4 separate regions of the Mus musculus genome follow, and regions 2, 3 and 4 are each linked to region 1. A link is a contact called in public Hi-C and promoter capture Hi-C data. All regions are on one chromosome and are shown on one strand. Each heading gives the region's core, a stretch centred on a gene start, on an enhancer-like site or on the middle of the called end of the contact. The rest is flanking DNA. Distances are from core to core; before and after follow the strand shown.

Region 1 (2,858 bases), core at 141-2,640:
CTAGCAAGATCAGTGAGTGACCTTGCTCTAAGGGAATACAGTGTTCACTGATAGAAGAAGGCACACATCTCCTCCTCTGGCCTCTGTCCTTGTGATCACAAACACAAATGCACCCACCCCAAAAGCACACTACAGAACACACACACACACAGAGGCATGTATACACATATAAGCACATACAAAGGAATACTTGTATGCACACAAATATACATACACATACATAGACACATACATATGCACACATGCACACAAAGGCATATATACACACACACACATACAAAGGAATACTTGTATACATACAAATACACATACACACATATACACACATATGCACACACACACAAGCCCATAAAAAGGAATACTTATATGCATACAAATACACACACACACATACAGACATAGAAACACACACACACACACACACACACACACACACACACACACAAATGTCCACATGTGGCAAAGCCACGTGAGGTCATTTCTCTCAGCTTCATTGTCATCATGTCTTCAAAAGGCTATGCATGGTTATGCATACCTGTCATCCCAGGGCTGGGTTTGTATGTATGTATATGGGATGCTATGTATGCTTCAATAGTATGCTAGCTTTTCATTCAGCTTTTATCAATGTCAAACGGGATGGTATGTATTTGATAATCAAAGGGTATAATTGATCATTCCAGAAAAATATTCTTGTTAAAAATAAAAAATAATCAGAGTTGATTGTTGTGTTTATGCCGTGTGTGTCACATTTGGTTTAAGCTCTCTAGTCCCTCTGTAGCTGTCTTGGAATGTCAATAGCAAATGTTTATAAAGAATTAGTACGTGAAAAATCTTAAATTATTTTAGTTCCTAAGAATTTCAGTTATCTTAAACATTTTAAAGAATAATAGATTGGGCTGGGAATAATAAAGTATATTCTTATGATTGTTTTCAATAATGGATGTGAAATATGTTCCTTAAATTTAAATTTTTTAAAAAAAGTATAGTATTTACAAAAGAGGTGCATCAAGAATTCTGAACTGTGGAAAATACAGTGTTGGCATTTGCAAAATGCAGTAGCTGCACGCTGCAATCTAGACTCCTGAGTATGTGTTCAGACGAGCTTAGTCTCTGATATCAGCACTGATAAATTAGACCAAAACACGAGTCACCTCTACTGCCTGCGAACACACAGAGAGAAACACGAATAACACACACATACAAATGGACTCTTTTTTTTTTTTTTTTTTCCCCAAGCCGTAGAGAATCTCAGAATTCTGAGAGGGAAGAGATGTGCCACTATTTGACAGCAACACTTGGCAATGGTTCTGACAGTTTGAGGGGCAGCCAATCTCAGTGGTAAACCCTTTCATGGGCCCTTGGCTGCGACGTTGTTGTAACAGGAATGTGGCGCGCAGGGAAAGCAGGGTTGGCGAGAAAGCCAGGCAGGCTTCACTCTGTTTATCTCTGCGCTCACTGTAAACTGTGCTCATGGCGGAATCCACTGGCTGCCAGGTTTGCGTTGCTCCATGGAGCAGAAGACGCAGGGTAAGTGGAGGGAGATTGCAGAAACCAGACATCGCAGCCGTCTCTTCTAATTCTGGCTGTTAAGCAAAAACTTGAAATCATTGAATGGTTTTAGCTTTGTCGTTGTTGACTACAGAGAGCAAGCACCACGTGAGTACTTTGCCTAGCCTGTGTGCAAAACGGGAATGAGTGTAGCATCTATCGCCTATGGCGTCCAGGTGATAAAGTCGTAGACTGCCACAGATGCCCCAAACGGAGCGACACATATCAAGCATTGTAATTACTGAACAGTTAGTCAGAGTGGATCCAGGATTCAAACCAGGCAGCCTGGCTCCAAAGCCAGCCCTCTTAATCACTATCTTGCATTGCTGCCATTAATTATCCATCAATTTTCATAGAACAGTTAAAAATGCTTCATTGTGGTTACTCTTAATATTGATAAAATGAGGCACGGACAATTTTTATGGCTTAGGCAAGATTTTAAAGAAAAGTTCTGTCTCACACAACCACTCTCCACAAACGTTTGGTAAATAATGTAGAAGAAGTGTTTAGGACACTGAATATTACTGCAAGAGGAGAATCTGAAGACACGGCTCCCTCCTGGCAGAGGCTTAAGTCTGGTCAAGTCGCTGAAGCTGAAATGGAAAGAGGACTCCGAGCATAAAACACATGCAGTGTGGACGCACGGGTGTAAGATGTGTACACAAAGGACCAAACGGAGAAAATTGAGAGGGAGCAGACGTAGAAGCTTCCAGGAAAAAGGAAACTTCGAGCCAAGTTTGGAAAGAAAAGAGGGGTATGGGTTGGCAAAGTCTTTGCACCCAGCCATCTTGCCAATCAACAAATGCTCTCTGTCCAAGGCGGTTCCCAAGGCAAGACATCATGAGCGCGCGGGAGTGTGTGCACAGCTCCAGCCGGACGCCCGCCCTCCATGCAGGCAAAGCGCGAGACGAGCCAGCCTCCATCACAACATGGCTTTGACAAGTGGCCAAAGAAACGCACCAGTAGAGTATAAGGTGACCTATTCCAAGGGAGGAAAGACGGAAACTTCATAAAGATGAGCAGAGTTCTATGGACGTTCCAACCCTTTCAGTGTAACTATTTCTTACCATTATAAATTATTTTCATGCCCCTCGTACACTACAGCGTGTTTTTTCCCACTTCCATATCTGGGTTTACAGATGCTCTATAGTCAGTCCCTTTTTGTATCCTCCCTCTTTTCTGTGTTCTCATGCCCTTCCCCCAATCTTCCCATACTATACCAAAAGACAAATGAAAATAAACAAACAAATACGGGAAGCCTCTACCCTGGAATGACTCAAAAGTCTGCACTATTAAGACACTGAGCGTGA
Region 2 (2,858 bases), core at 250-2,749, 960 kb before region 1:
ATGGTTACGTGAATGAGGGCTTCTGAGTCCAGGCCTGGAGTGGTGGGTGTTCCAGTCATAGTTCAGTCAACACTGTTTATTGATTGCTCGCTGTGGGCTGAGAGCTGGGCTAGGCCATGCTGCTGTCACAGTCTGATGTGGGGATAGAGTCAATGAAGAGGGGAGTCTGGAAATGTCACAGGTCTCTTTTGCTGAGAAGGATACTCTATTGGGCCCCTGTGCTGTTCCAGAGTACAGTGGACTGAATTCACTGGGAGAGAGAAGGCTTCCTTCTACTGTGCCACATATTGCTGGGTGGGAAAAGTTTAAGGGTGAGCATCCCCGAAGTTTCTCGCATCCAGGAGAGAACTAAAATCTCTAACTGGCAAGCGTGCTCCAGACATGGATTAAAGGATCCTGCTTATTCACCCCCAGCTGGATTGATTCTCCATCTTTTAAGTACTCCTTATTACTATAATGGAGGACAAGTCAGCATTATTATGTATTCCAAACAAAAACTCAGTATTTTCTCACTATTGAAGTATGCCACCAAAAATGTACACGTTTTGTTGAATTGCAACTTCACTTGGTAGTGAAGTCTTAAAAATGAAAGCCAAATCCTTGAATTTAAATTAATAAAATGTTTAAAACCACCCAATTAGCTAATAAACACCAGAGTAACCCCGAAGCTTGCTTAGTTTGTTGTTTGCTGGATTACTTTGATGGTATCAAACAAACCAAAACAAACAAAACTCCTAAATTTTTGCTTGAAATGAAAACTTAAGGTAATAAATAAGACAAGTTAAACAACAGAGTTTGAATGGGTAGGATAAACTGCGCTAATATAACAAATCTTTCAGGTCACATTATATTTTATATCTTTTAATTTATATATTATATATGTTTAGTTTATTTATTTTAATTGCAGGATTGAAGATGGAATGCAAGGCCGCACATATGCTAGGCAAGCACTCTACCAGCAGCCATTTTAATCTTGTAGGTTATTTTGGAAGTTCTGAATTTAAAGCATAAAATATTTCATAAGGTAGCCAAATATATCCAAACAAATGAATCTGATGGGTTTTTTTTCCAAGACAAAAGCAGTCTTAAAATCTGAGTATATAGATAATTTGTAGAGATGAGAATTAAAGTCTACCAGGGATCTCAATGAAAATCTCCAGAAAAAATATATATATATGTAATCAAATATGAGGTACATGTACTGAGTTAACCTATGGCCAGCTCATGGCCCATGTGAAGTGAAAGTCATGCTACATTTTATTACAGACTCTGCCTTCATGGGTGATCTTCAGTATGTTTTATTTTAATTGAAACTCTTAAGGAAACTGGCAGTATTCTTTGGGTTTCCATTATTCCTACTCTAGTCTATCTGTTGATGTGGCTGTGTGGTATTTATTCCTCTGGGAATCACCATGGTCACAATATCTAAGACTGTGTTTTACTATCCCCAGCCTACCCACCCAAGAATTAGTTTCACCCCCTTGGGGGCGACATTGTCCCTGCTGCGAATGAATGCATGGCATAAGCTAATTCCTATTTCCAGACAGGGGGCAGATCCGCGCCTTGCAGGAACTCCAGACTTTCTTATCAATACCTTATTGCTAAGTGATAAGCAGAGGAAGTTTTGTAAGTGGCTTTGAAGATCCTAGGACGGAGAGTGGTATTGAAAAGCCGGAGGAATCAGAGTTGGCTATCCTTTGCCTCCTGTCTGCTTCTTCCTAGTGAGTGTACTGTCAAGAACAGTCAAGCAGTTGAGCTCCTGTCCCGAGCAAGGGACCCAAGCTGCCCCCCAGTCAAGCATCCTTGCCTTGGTCCGCAGCCGGCCAGGCAGTGCTGCAGCAGGTCCCTCTGGCTAGCAAGCAGGTGAGGAGCCAGCAGAGTGAGCGTTTGATGTTGCCAGCTCTCCTTTGCCACCCAACTTTTCCCCCCTTCAAAACCTCTTAGCAAACTTCAAAGGCCTCCTTGCTTCTTGCCTTAATCCAGTGCACTGAGACCTCTAGTTCAAAGAACTTTCCTTAAACCCTCTTCTTAAACGGCAACCCAAACTTTTTTTTCCCTTTCCTTTCCACAAAGTAGCAATTACAGCTCCGTTGAGTGGCGATTGGGCTCGGCCGATCCGCTCCTGCTATTAATTAATCTTACAAAGGGGGCTCATTTCCTGGCATTCAAATTGACAAGAGACCAGAGAACAGAAAATCCTTTCAAGCAGTTCCAACTCACCGAGGGGAAGAGGTATCAGAGGAGAGAGCCCCACAGCATTTGAGGTGGAGGGCACATCTGATACCTCCCTGTATATTCTGCGGATTGAGTGATTTTTGTTCACTGAGAGCTCTTTGCTAATCTTGTACCTGTAAAGCTTTAACAGAAGGCACCGTGGCTGGCTCACAAGTGCAGCTCCAATCTGACAGAAGAGATTTGCAGGAGAGGCACCCCCCCCCCCATCCCAACCTCCAGAAGGCATCTTCTTCAACGTTACACTTCACTTTAAACAGAAAAATGTTCAGTTTACTCACATAGAAAAGCCCTTGGAAGAGGAGGAGATGAAGGGAGGCGAGAAAGCAGGAGCGCAGACAAGAGATTAAAGCTTTTTATTCAGTATCTCTTTCGTATTCAAATCGTGCTAAGGGCTCTGTGAAACTTAGAAGCAAGCTTGTTCAGGAGGGCTTCTAAAGTGTGTACATGGATTTCATGGGAATGGAAAAGAAGCCACAGCCTGGGAAATGAAAGAGAGATAAGATGTCCCTATGTAAAAAGCCGGAGTGGTTCAATTACTCCAGCACACCATCAAGGCAAGCTTTGAAGATTTGAGAAAACACTGCTAAATTTTAACAAAAAAAAAAAAAAAAAAAAAAAAAAAA
Region 3 (2,858 bases), core at 223-2,722, 580 kb before region 1:
ATCATCTGTTGGGCTCACATGTTATCTATTCTTAGTTGCTGGATTTCTTTTTACACCCTACCTTTCCTACTCTCATGGACAAGAACCAGCATTTTATCTTTTCTCTAATGCAGTTGTGTGAGAGTTGAAGCAGGGAGGATTTTTCGTTTTAGGTATATAACCATTAAACAGCTGTTTCTAAAGAATGAAATCACATGTCCTGTGATAGAACTAGAAAACCCATTGTAGTATCTTTGAGTGAAACAACCTATTTCAAACTATACACATGATTATAGTTGATCCACAAAAGCTCTTTTTGACCAATCTAACAGCAAAAGCATAAATAAATAAGGAGTCCAAGCCGGCTGTTAATTTTTCTTCACCTCTGGGTAAGTATAGGGTATTGCTGGCTGTGTTACTTTTGAGGTTCAAGGGTGATTCTATGGGCCATGATTTTCAGTGTGGATAAATACAGCTGAAGAGACTGATGTGTGACCTTTACTTTCCAAACCAAGAGCATGTGTAATCTACCCACCATTAATGCAGTTAATGCCCACATCCATATGCAGGAGAGACACTGGCTCCCCTTGGCCCTGGCCCTGGGCCTAAATGTTTCAGTGAATGCTGAGCCAACAATCCACAAAGGCTCTGAACAGTCTCCGGGAGCCGCCCCAGACTTCGCGAACAAAAATACCCGTGTGTGTGAACTTGCCTCAGAAACCCTTTCCTCGTGGGTTTGGACAGCAGCATCTCAAACAATGCTTTTGTTCAGTGGAATGATAGTGCTCCCGCAGACGCTTATCAATTATTGACTGCTTTTATTATATTCTTAGAAATAAGGTGACGATAAGCAGCATTGCTAACGTATGACATCCCTTTCATTATGAATGACTGAGTGATTTCCACACATTTTAAACTCCAAATAAGGAGGTGGGGAAAGGGATGGTAAAAAGAAAGACAAACCTCATACAGATTTCACCTCACTAACGACTTAATTGGCATCACCCCCAGGGTGAAATGTCCTAACACCCCACAACCTTTTATGACAGGAAGTGAAAATTCCATATCCAATTGGAGCTACAGGGATAATTTAGGGAGGCAGAATGTAATTATCCAATTAGGAATTTAGCCAGAACAGAAAGGTTAATCCCCCTTAGTCCTTTGAAAAGAGCCCATGGGATCTTTAATGACGACAAGGGGTCAGGACCTGTGTTTTACAACTTAAGCCAAAAAAAAAAAATTATTCAGACTTCTAGCTCACTTTCTGGAAAAACGGAGGAGTTCAAATGCATCCAACTTAAGGAGTTCTCCCATATCAGAACTGATTAAAACTCACCCATTTCCTGTATTCCCTTTTCTAGGTTACAGAGTCACAATGTGAAAGTTGTCTGGGTTTCACAATGGAGATGCGGGCTTGGCTCACGACACGAGTGGCATGCCTTCCTGCACATGAGACAGAAAATGGCAGCCCTGGTGCTGACTCAGGGGTTTGGAATGTGCCATTGATGCCTGGCTTGCCTCCAGCTTCAAGCTCAGGATCTGCCAAGTTGGCAGGCTGGGGAATTCGCTGTGGCAATTTTTCAAAATGTGAAGACTCAGTCCAAGGAGAGATTTTGTTTCTACATTTTAACTACCAGGACAAGTGACAGGGTCCCCTTTGACAAAGAGTCTGGTCTAAGACAGAAGAGCCCTACTCAAAGGAGAACTGACGGCATATTTGCAAGTACCTCTTATACAAATAACATCCCTTTTGGGCATTCATTTCAGAATTCTGGCCTAAGGAAATATGAATTACAAATTTTTTGTCTGGAAAGCACAGAACACAGACTTGCTGGATGTAGCAGAGATTCGCAGGTCTTCCTATCAGACAGAGTCATGTCATGGGTATTTACAAGTGAAACATTGCTTTCCTTTGGAGCCTAGCCAATATGGGATCATGGAACAGAGCTTTTTGAATTTTCAAAGCTGATAGTGAAAGTGGACGAGGAGGGGGAGATCTATAAGCAAACAAGTACAGCTTTGCCACAAACACTTTGGTGAAACTGGAACAGTACACGGGGATGTTGTTTATTTTCTAAAAGTTCCTTTCTGTCCCAGTAGCATTATTGAATTTTTTTTATGAGAGTATCAAGATATATACACAACAAATTAGGTTATTTGTCAGAGAAGGTATTAGCAGATTTGGTTAGTTTTAGTGAATCAATAGAAATTGTGGTCTTGTTCAATGCAGAAGGATCAGGTTTTAACTACTAATAATATGTCAGATTAAAATTATCAATGATTGATATTAGAAAATGCATCAAGCTCCACCTTCATGAGAATATCTAAAAAGCTTAGCCATGTAAAATAGAATATAAACACTGTAATATTTTAGACATATTTTTACTTTTTATAAAAATTCCAAGGAGACATTTTGTGTCAGATAATTTCAGATCCCTAAATAATTCTTTCTGTAAAAAGCAGAATAAAAAGATCATTTGTACAGGGAAAGGTGAGTTGCTGTTCTTCATATGATAATAGAATAATGATTACATTTGTACCAAAAATAAGAAAATACAGTCACCAAGTGAGTGAAATGCAATAAAAAATCTGAAATGACCAGTAATAATTAAAATTAATGTTAAGGTAATTTTTGTTCCCTCTTAATGTATTTAATTTTTATCAGGTCTATTGGCACCCGAAAAGACAAAAAGATCTTAATTCCATGTATTCACGATGGTCTATTTAGACCTTTCGTGGCAAAAATTAAAAAGAAAAGACAGATCATATGATTATCAACTGTCCTCTATTCAGGAAGAAGACTGACTGAGATGTCTTATGACTTCCCGATAACCATTCAACAGTTATTAAATTTTATTAGATATTAGGAAGGAAGGATA
Region 4 (2,858 bases), core at 142-2,641, 550 kb after region 1:
CTATGATCTGCTGTTTGCAGGGTAGCTGTACTCTGGCTCAACTTCTTGTCCTCCCAGGAAGCGGGCTTCTGTGAAAGCACCCAGCGTGGCTTAACGGGAAAACAGTGGGTATTTTGGCAGCTTTACACCACAGATAGTGCCCCAGTGGCACGAAATTGAAGCCGTTTAGCTGTAAATGTGATATCGCACTTGACGATTTCCCTTGGCAAAGCTCTGGGCCGCCCACATTGAATAGAGGCAGAGAAATGGAACTTGGGTGAAAAGCCAGCCACAGGAGAAGCGGACCGAAGGGGCTCATAAACGCATTCGTCCATCATTTACCGTCCGAACGCCACTCTCCACTCAGGCTACCAGGAGCAGGCAGCCCCACTTATGCGACGGGGAGCAGGCAGTGAAGTTGCTGTTGTTCTTCTGTTTATTAAAAACGGATGGGAGCACTTGACAGAAAAATCAAACTTCTGGCCATGGCTCATTAATCCCTGTTGTGTCTGTCAAGGGGATGTGTTCTGAGTTCCAATAAGCCTGGAGAAGTAAGTTTGCTTCTAAGCTTGGGCATTTTCTCTAAGTTTGAATGGAGAAAAAGACACGCCAGTCACCTCCAAGGAGAGATAGACTCTGAACCTGTTTTTAGACCTACCTAAGTGCAATTCCGTATAAGTGACTTGGTTTAAGTGAAAAGCGATCGTCATTAATAATTTTATTGTTGATATCTGACATAGTGTCCCTTGAGGAGAGGTAGAGTCTGCTAGCATAACTTTTCCAGGATTTAACGTTTATACAGCTCTCCAGCTCTTGCAGACATATCTTAGAGGGATACCCTGGTAGACTGTTTGGATGTGCCTGAAGTCAATCAGACAAGTATAGCCCTCTATCAAATACTTACTCCTTAGCTTCTTGCCCAATTATAGGGAAAAGACCATCCTCAACTCAGACTGATTACAGCAACCCAGAAGACAGAGACAGCATCTCCTGGCCCCTTTCTTTAGAACAATTACTGTTTGTGAGGAAATCGAGATGTCAAACTCTTCGCTTTGGCTTCTGGTATAGTTACAGTTAATATTAGGGCCAGAGGAAAGGCACGTTTTCCGGCTCATTTAGGGGTTGTGCGACTCATGTTCCTGAGATTCCCAAAGCAGCCCTTCGTTCCTTTTGTGTGACAGTGTATAGGATCCTTAGCACACTCCTTATAGAGGTACATAAGGATTTGGTGAAATGATGAGTGTAAATGGAATAAACCCAGCGTGTGTCCTGTCAGACGCACACAGGAAGTTCCTCTTGCCATAGCTGTTAGGATGATTCCACGTTGCCATCCATCTTCCACGAGAGAAGTGTCTGCTGGAAACTGCAGCCTTTCTCCCACAGTGTTCCCAAGCTGTCTGCCAGGAGAGCGCTGGGAAGGGAAGGCATCTGCAGAAGGCTCCTGCCAGGCCTGCTCACTGGTTGGATGGCGATTGAACTCATAATTCTGGACTCCATTCTGGTCTGGCTGCTGTGACTGATACAGAGAAGTTTGAAATCTTGGCTCTGCACTCAATAAGCATAAATCTCACCCACATTAGCGCTGATGGGAAACTCTCGGTGTAGGCTAGATATCTTAAGTCAGGGGCTTTAAAGTTAAAGTAGGCAAAAACCCCAAAGGAAGCTTAAGGCTGAGGGGGCAACAGCTCAGAAGGGAGCAGGAGACGGAACCAAGCACCTGCTACGTATTTGGGTTCACCCTCAGGGCTGCAGATTAGCTGAGCTGTGCCTCCCAGCATTTCTGTGTGCATAACTGGTTCTTGTTTAGAAACTCGCATGGTGGGTCATTTTTCTTTCTGTACCTCTAGAGAATTGAAACCACATCTCCCGAGTATGGAGCACAGTTCAGCTAGAAGCCAGAAACACAGATTATCTTGTCTTCCTATAAGACCCAAACTCCGATCAATTCTTCTGGAAACGTTCACTGAGCACCCTTGGTGGTGGGTATAAGCCAGAGCTAGCAGGAGCTAGTCGGGAAGCCTGGCTTCTCCAGTGGCAAACCTGTGTGTCAGGCTGCAAGGAGCTCGGATGCTTATCCGGCCCTAGGTAAAGTAACAGATTTTTTTTTAAGACAGCAGTGACTTGCATTTGTGTAGAGTGCATGCCCCACGGTCCACGTGCTGCGGGCTAGGTGGGTAGGACTGTAGAATCACAATGATAAATCTCTCAAGTGGAGCCTATAATGCGAGGCAGTTAGGATAGGACACAGCAGCACTGTGAAGCAGTACTGGTTATCCCAGGAGGGAGTTAATTCTCTAGAAAGCAGGCTGCTATAAAGCAAGGTCACACATGTACCTTTTCCTTTCTCTACAAGATTCCAACGAAGCCAGGGCATTTGCTAGCAGCCAAATAGATAGAAACACCTGATCGTGGACTTTCACCCTTCAAAGGTGTAAACTGAGTAGGTCTCTTTTTTTTTAAAACAAGTTACCCAGTATCAAACACTGCTATAATAACACAAATGCATGTTAAAAGCCACCAAAGCAAGACAGAGCTCACTTGAGGACAGTCAGGAGAGCTTTTGGAACTGTGAGAGTTCCTTTTAACTGGACGCTGGAGGGCTGTTAGTGTGATAGAAATTCCCTACTGCAGCACATTTTGAATGGGGGGGGGTGGGTCACATAGCTGAGCACCGGGGTCAGTGGTCAACACACTATGGCATATATGTGGGAGGAGTCAACTTATAAAGAAGCCTCTAGAAATCTCGTCTTGGGACGGACATAGTGTTTCAAGGAATGTTCCAGGTCTGATCCTTACCCTGCTAATCTTCTTGAAACCAGTTTATTCTCTGTTAAGAGATACATCAAGATTTGGAAATCTAATTTACATTGTGATTTTTT

Evidence for each region. Promoter capture Hi-C pulls out the DNA fragments that hold promoters and counts their contacts. Hi-C and Micro-C count contacts between places; a contact is called where the count stands out from the background.
Region 2: a Hi-C map of cerebral cortex shows a contact between it and region 1, with 4 times the contacts expected there. The contact joins two enhancer-like sites. A contact is called at or near these places in 4 of 39 promoter capture datasets (cranial neural crest, frontonasal cranial neural crest, hippocampal neurons and 1 more), 10 of 484 Hi-C or Micro-C datasets (the HL-1 cell line, brain, cardiomyocytes and 7 more), 3 of 115 datasets of contacts at active chromatin or transcription factors (astrocytes, embryonic hindbrain and forebrain) and 1 of 9 other capture datasets (embryonic trunk).
Region 3: a Hi-C map of neural progenitor cells shows a contact between it and region 1, with 2.5 times the contacts expected there. The contact joins two enhancer-like sites. A contact is called at or near these places in 4 of 484 Hi-C or Micro-C datasets (Sertoli cells, cerebellar granule neurons, cerebellum and 1 more) and 1 of 115 datasets of contacts at active chromatin or transcription factors (astrocytes).
Region 4: a contact with region 1 is called in a promoter capture Hi-C map of hippocampal neurons, with 4 times the contacts expected there. The contact joins two enhancer-like sites. A contact is called at or near these places in 1 of 39 promoter capture datasets (hippocampal neurons), 2 of 484 Hi-C or Micro-C datasets (both in cortical neurons) and 1 of 115 datasets of contacts at active chromatin or transcription factors (astrocytes).

What each region holds. Positions count from the first base shown.
Region 1 is chr1:42,228,466-42,231,323 of GRCm38.p6, forward strand. No RefSeq gene overlaps it. Among named protein-coding and RNA genes, the nearest start is that of Gm28175, 28 kb to the right of the region's middle. Within about 2 kb of position 1,391, at least 34 of the 459 cell types and tissues checked have an H3K27ac peak or open chromatin away from gene starts, as enhancers often do. A contact at or near this core is called in cerebral cortex, hippocampal neurons and neural progenitor cells, where this site is marked.
Region 2 is chr1:41,273,257-41,276,114 of GRCm38.p6, forward strand. No RefSeq gene overlaps it. Among named protein-coding and RNA genes, the nearest start is that of 4930448I06Rik, 93 kb to the left of the region's middle. RefSeq lists an enhancer at 1,220-2,790. Within about 2 kb of position 1,500, at least 11 of the 459 cell types and tissues checked have an H3K27ac peak or open chromatin away from gene starts, as enhancers often do. A contact at or near this core is called in cerebral cortex, where this site is marked.
Region 3 is chr1:41,651,374-41,654,231 of GRCm38.p6, forward strand. No RefSeq gene overlaps it. Among named protein-coding and RNA genes, the nearest start is that of Gm35935, 79 kb to the left of the region's middle. Within about 2 kb of position 1,473, at least 64 of the 459 cell types and tissues checked have an H3K27ac peak or open chromatin away from gene starts, as enhancers often do. A contact at or near this core is called in neural progenitor cells, where this site is marked.
Region 4 is chr1:42,780,335-42,783,192 of GRCm38.p6, forward strand. No RefSeq gene overlaps it. Among named protein-coding and RNA genes, the nearest start is that of Dalir, 31 kb to the left of the region's middle. Within about 2 kb of position 1,392, at least 9 of the 459 cell types and tissues checked have an H3K27ac peak or open chromatin away from gene starts, as enhancers often do. A contact at or near this core is called in hippocampal neurons, where this site is marked.